Linked DNA regions of Pan troglodytes: region 2 is linked to region 1. The links are chromatin contacts, called in public capture Hi-C maps. All regions are on one chromosome and are shown on one strand. Each heading gives the region's core, a stretch centred on a gene start, on an enhancer-like site or on the middle of the called end of the contact. The rest is flanking DNA. Distances are from core to core; before and after follow the strand shown. Region 1 has its middle 130 kb from the start of TPRA1. Region 2 has its middle 40 kb from the start of TPRA1.

The links. Capture Hi-C pulls out chosen DNA fragments and counts their contacts.
Region 2: a contact with region 1 is called in a capture Hi-C map of stem cell-derived neural stem cells, with 4 times the contacts expected there. The contact joins two enhancer-like sites. A contact is called at or near these places in 3 of 7 Hi-C or Micro-C datasets (induced pluripotent stem cells and stem cell-derived neural progenitor cells) and 1 of 1 other capture datasets (stem cell-derived neural stem cells).

Annotation. Positions count from the first base shown.
Region 1 is chr2:130,688,260-130,691,125 of NHGRI_mPanTro3-v2.0_pri, forward strand. No RefSeq gene overlaps it. Among named protein-coding and RNA genes, the nearest start is that of TPRA1, 130 kb to the right of the region's middle. Within about 2 kb of position 1,497, at least 8 of the 24 cell types and tissues checked have an H3K27ac peak or open chromatin away from gene starts, as enhancers often do. A contact at or near this core is called in stem cell-derived neural stem cells, where this site is marked.
Region 2 is chr2:130,779,343-130,782,153 of NHGRI_mPanTro3-v2.0_pri, forward strand. No RefSeq gene overlaps it. Among named protein-coding and RNA genes, the nearest start is that of TPRA1, 40 kb to the right of the region's middle. Within about 2 kb of position 1,534, at least 10 of the 24 cell types and tissues checked have an H3K27ac peak or open chromatin away from gene starts, as enhancers often do. A contact at or near this core is called in stem cell-derived neural stem cells, where this site is marked.

The DNA of each region.
Region 1 (2,866 bases), core at 247-2,746:
GAGGCGGGGTGCTTTTCTTCCGCTGGTCCCATCACTGCTAATGGGGCCTCAGGGCCTCCTCTCTGGAAGAGCAAACTGACCTCCGGAGAAAACAGTTGGAGCAGGAAAAACAGAGAGATGCCAGGGACCCAAGGGGCACTCAGAGACAGGGTCAGCCCTTATTGGAGTTAGAGAGGCAGACAGAAGACAGAGAGGCCCAGGGATGGAGAGGGGAAGTGCAAAACAGATGGCCGGGGAGGGATGCGGAGGAGAGGCGGAGGTGTGCGCTGGGGGAGAGGACTACCGACGGCGCTGGCGGTCGGTCGGGATGGGCTGGAGCGGGCTGCAGTCGGGGCTGCATCGCCGGGTCCCAGCATAGCACAGGCTCGGCGCCGCACCCGCAGCCTTTGTCCTGGGCTGCAGAGGGTTCCCGCGGGCCGCCAGCGCCCCCTGCCGCCCCCAGAGCGCCGCGCCGCAGCCGAGCGGCCCCTTGCTGTGCAGAGGGGACCGAGCCCGAGAGGGGACCGAGCCCGAGAGGGGACCGCGAGGGCGGAAGGGAAGCTCCGCGAGCCGGCGCCAGCGCCACGGCCCAAACCCCAGCCTCTGCAGGTGCTCACTGCGCGACTGCCTGTCCCAGGCGCTCGGGCTGCGCGCCCTCTCTAGGGCCTGGGAGCAGCGTGAGTCCCGGGGGCGGCCCGGCATGGGCCTCCCACCCCAGGAGACGCCCTTCTGGCCTGGCCCTCCCAGTCGCCTGGGCAGGACTCGGATGCCCGCGGGCTGCAAACCTCTCCCCCGTGAACCCAGCAGGGAGGCCGGGGAGGCACGCTGCTCCCCCTCTCAGCCTTGCCCAGTGTCCAGACCTTTCAAAAGAAGCCAGAAAATTCACGTTTGCTTGGGAATCCCACAATTCAATAGCTTTTCAAAACAGTGCGGGAAGAAAAGTGTGTTTGGCCCACCAGCAGCCGGCGGGCACCCTCCCAGCCTCTTCACGGACTCTCCTTCAGGTTTTGGGCGCCCGGCCCCACTAGAGTCATCTGTGGGCATTTCCTTCAGATCTTCCTCCACTTAAATACACTTATTGAAAAAGAAAACTCCTTTTCTCTTTCCCTATAGTAATTAGAAACTCAGCGTCCTGTGGTGTAAAAGCCAGGTAGCCTCGGAAGTGAAACAGGGCAATTAGAACAGACACAGGGCCTGTTCCGCCCCACCCTGCTGCATCTGGTGGACAAGCCCCGGGGCTGCTGATGACCCATGCCCTCTGACCTCAGGGGAGGGGCGGGCCGACGACAGGCCTTTCTAGAAGGGCCCTACGAGCGGCTTCAGGGAGTCTGGGAACCAAAGCAGCCACCCTGTCCATGGCACTGTCCACCCCTGGCACCACGGCCCCACCGGGAGTGGAAGCCGCCAGGTGAGGCAGGGGTGGTTCCCTTCCCCGGGGAACAATGTGCAGAAGGCATCGGTGCCTGCCAGAGACGAAGTGGGGAGGTGGGGAGACAGAGCACAGAGAGTGACTCAGACCCGAGGGCGAACCAGAAGCTGCTCGGAGATTCCCACTGTATGGCTTCCTGCAGGATTCAGCTGTGGAGACTGAAGCCGGAGGGCCTCGGGGGAGCCGCAGGAAGCGGGTGGGCGGGGGCCGTCTGCCCCTGGTCACTCAGGACAGCCTGGCTCACCACGGAGGAGGAGAAGCCAATGGAGACAGCGGGGACCAAGAGGGAGGGGGTGGATGGGGAGCCTGGGGAGGAGCGGAGGGACCCAGGTCCCCTGCCTCACAGGACGACCAGAACAGGTTCCAGGTCTCCAGCCAGCTACAGGGCTTCTTAACACACAGCACTCCCTGTTTCGAGCCTTCCGGGAGGCCCCCAATCCAGGATCAAGACCCAGCCCCGTCACGTCACGGCCTGGCTCACGAGGCCCCACTTCAACTGCCCCTGACCTCTCTGCGCCCCCTGCTCCCGCCAGCCCTGCCGGCCGCTGCCCTGGAGAAGGAGCTGCAGACGGATCCCCAGTGAGTAGGAGGCAGCCGTGTGAGTCAGGCAGCGGAGGGAACGGGCTGCATCGCGGAGAGGAGGTGCGAAGCAGCGCGCCGTTTCCGGGCTCTGGAAGCCGAGCTGCCGAGGCGTAAGCTGGGAGGTGGACATGACGGGGGAGTGGGGAAGGGCAGGCGGCGGGACGGCCACACAGCGGAATATTATGCAACTTATAAAAAATTTAATTACCTCCCTACCAATAGACTTAAAGGGATTTCTATAAGGTATTGTTGGGTGAGAAAAGCAATTTGGAGATAAGAATGTAACATACGATCCCATTTTTATAAAACAATGGGCAAAAAAATCTGTGAGTTTGTGTGTATATATGTATATGTATATAGGCCTCTATAGGATTTTATTAACACAAAAGAAAATACAGGATACATGCTAGGTTGTTAACAGGGGTTTTCTTCACGGAAGCCTATTGTGCGGGAAGGGGAACCAATAAAAAAAGGATCTGAGAAATAAAGACCGCCCTTAAAAGATGGATGACTGCAGCTAACCGTGTCCCCAACACCCACCCCTACCAAAGCTAGACATGGGGCAGTGGTCTCGACTATCCCCTTCTCCCCATCCCAGCATCTGCTCCTCTCAGGTGGCAGCCAGCCACTAGACACCCCCCAACACACACATGCACGTGCACACACACACACACACACAGACCCAGCCCAGTCTCCACATAGCCAACCCTCTGAGGGTTCCAGTTGCCCTGAGAGTGAGATCCACTTCAACACAGACTCCAAGTTCCTTCCCCCAGCCCCACTCACCTCTGCAGGCTCAGTCCTCACTGCTCCCCCAAACCCCACCCTGCCAACTCCCTGCACTGCCAAATAGCCCAGGGTCCAGCCACTGTGCTC
Region 2 (2,811 bases), core at 284-2,783, 91 kb after region 1:
GCTATGTAACCTTAGGCAGGTAGCTTAATCTCTCTGAAGCTTGGCTTCTTCATCCAAAAAAGGAGATGCATTATTGGGATTATTACGAGATTCCAGGAGATGATTCAAGAAAAGCCCTTAGCACAGAGCAAGTGCTCAGCAAATGTGAGCAAGAGCAGGGAGTTGTGAGCTGACCCGTGTCCCCTCCCCAAGGGCTTAGGCCAAGGTCACGACCAACAGGCCAGCATCCCAGAGAAGGCCAGGCTCCAGGCCTCCTCATCCAGAGTCCACTTGCCTGAGTGGTATAGTCCCAGACTGAGGTCACCCTCCACTCCCATGTCACTGAGTCCCTGCCATGTGCCAGGCAGCCCTGTCAGTGCTGGAGAGAGGTCCCGTGGAGACAGAGACTGGGAGGGTGCTGCCCTGAAGTTCTAGGGGGAAAAGGAAAGGAATAAATAGGGGAGTGGAACAGAAACATCCAGGGAGGAATTGGGACTACTTGGTCCATCGGGGGGAGAGAGAATTTTGGGCCATCAGGAGAGGTTGAGGGGCATTGTCAGGGAAGGGCTTTCCAGGCAAGGGAGCCACACGTGCTGGGGCAGGAGGCAGGCACAACCCTGAGGCCTTGTGGATAGCAGGAAGGCTGTTGTGCCGCTGCAAGAGGAGAGGAGGGGAGAGGGGAGCCGCGGTGTCAGCTGGGCGGCAGGGCATTCATGCGAGCGGAAGGCCTCCTGGGGATTCTATTTTAAGGTGACAGGAGCCCTGGAGGGTTTGAAGCCAGCTCGGTGGTGGGCTTTCCATTCCACACCGAGGCCAGCGGCAGGCTCAGCTCAAACCCTGAGAGTCTGGCTCCAAACAGCTCCAGGCAAGAAAATGAAGCTCGGAGGGGAACTCAGGAGGGAAGGATTGGGGTTGGGAAGGTGGTGCGACTGGGGAGGGAGGGGCACAGGCTGTGGTCAATGGGCGCGGTCTGAGGCTGAGGGTGCGGTCTGAGGCTGGGGGTGCGAGCTGGGGTCTGGAGGTGAGACACGGACTGGGTGCTGGAGAGGGGACATAAGCTGGGGTACTGAGGAGGGGTCAAGGGAGGAGGGACGGAGCTGGGGCAAGGACTGGGTCCGGGGGAGGGGTAGGGGAGTAAGCCAGGCGGTGTTGGCGCAGCTCAGAGCAGACGCACAGCCCGGGGCTGGGAAGCAGGGCAGGCGCTGCCCAGCCCCTCCGAAAGGCGCAACTGAGAGGGGCCTGCGGCAGTCCGGAGGCGCCCCCTCCTCTTCCCCTCCTCCTCCTTCCCCTCCCCTCCTCCTCCTTCCCCTCCCCTCCTCCTCCTTCCCCTCCCCTCCTACTCCAACCCCTCCTCTCCCCTCCTCTCGCTGCCTTCCCCTTTCTTTTACTCTCCCCTCTCCTCCCCTCTTTCTCCTTCCTCTCCCCTCCCCTTGCTGTCCTCCCGTCCCTTTCCCTACCCTCCCCTCCCCTCCCCTCCGCCCCCCTCCCCTTCCGGAGCCCGGCCCCGCGCGCCGCCATGCCTGGTGCCGCACCGCCCCCTGGTGCCCACGTCAAGCATGGCGCGGAGCGACTGCACTGTGCCCGGGCTGCACTGGGGGCGAGAGGCCAGGGAGCCCCTACGGCCTCCAGAGGCCGGGCGTTGGGGGGGCCGCAGAACGTCGGGGACTCCCTTGGGACCCACGCTCAGCTCCGCCCTGCCCGCACTCGGCTGGGTCCTTGGGGCCCCTCCCCTCTCTGGATCTCGCTTCACAGCCAAGATCACCAGCTGGGAGTGGCCAAGGTCACCAGCTGGGAGTGGCCGACCCAGCGCCAGGCGCCGTCCCGCAGCGCTGTCCCCGTACCCGCAGGCCAGCAGGCTGCACGACTGTCTGAGCCTCAGTGTCCTCATCTGTAACACGGGCATCATCATATCCCCAGCTTCAATCTTCACGTCTCAAACCATTGAAATCTCAGCAGTAAGAATCCAAGTATCCAAGTGCCAAATTCTCCATCAATGTCTACATAGTTTTGGTTTAAGTCTGTCTTTTCATGCATTTCCTTTTAGCACTGGAATGAAGTTCAAGCAACAGGCCGGTCACGGTGGCTCATGCCTGTATTTCCACCACTTTGGGAAGCCAAGAAGGGCGGATCACTTGAGCCCAGAAGTTCGAGACCAGCCTGGGTAACACAGGGAAATCCCATCTCTACAAAAAATGTTTTTAAATTAGCCTGACTTGGTGGCGCACACCTGTAGTTCCAGCTACTGAGGAGGCTGAGGCGGGAGGATCGGGAGGATCGCTTGAGCACAGGAGGTCGAGGCTGCAGTGAGCCGTGATCACACCACTGCGCTCCAGCCGGGGCAGCAGAGCAAGACCCTGTCTAAAAAAAAAAAAAAAAAAGACACACAAGTGACAGTGAACCTCAGAGGCTGGCATATAAAAAGGGTGGTTTTTGAGAAGCAAGACCCTCCAGAAGTCAAGCTTTAGCCCTATCAAAAGATGTCCAAGAAACTGTCTTTTTTTTTTTTTTTTTTTGAGATGGAGTCTCGCTCTGTACCCAGGCTGGAGTGCAGTGGCACGATCTCAGCTCACTGCAACCTCCACCTCCCAGGTTCAAGCAATTCCCCTGCCTCAGCCTCCCAAGTAGCTGGAACTACAGGCATGTGCCACCATGCCCAGCTAACCACACCTGGCTAATTTTTTGTATTTTAGTAGAGATGGGATTTCACCATGTTGACCAAGATGGTCTCGAGCTCCTGACCTCGTGATCCACCCACCTCGGCCTCCCAAAGTGCTAGGATTACAGGAGTGAGACAGCGTGCCCGACCAGAAACTATCTTTAAGCTAAAAATGC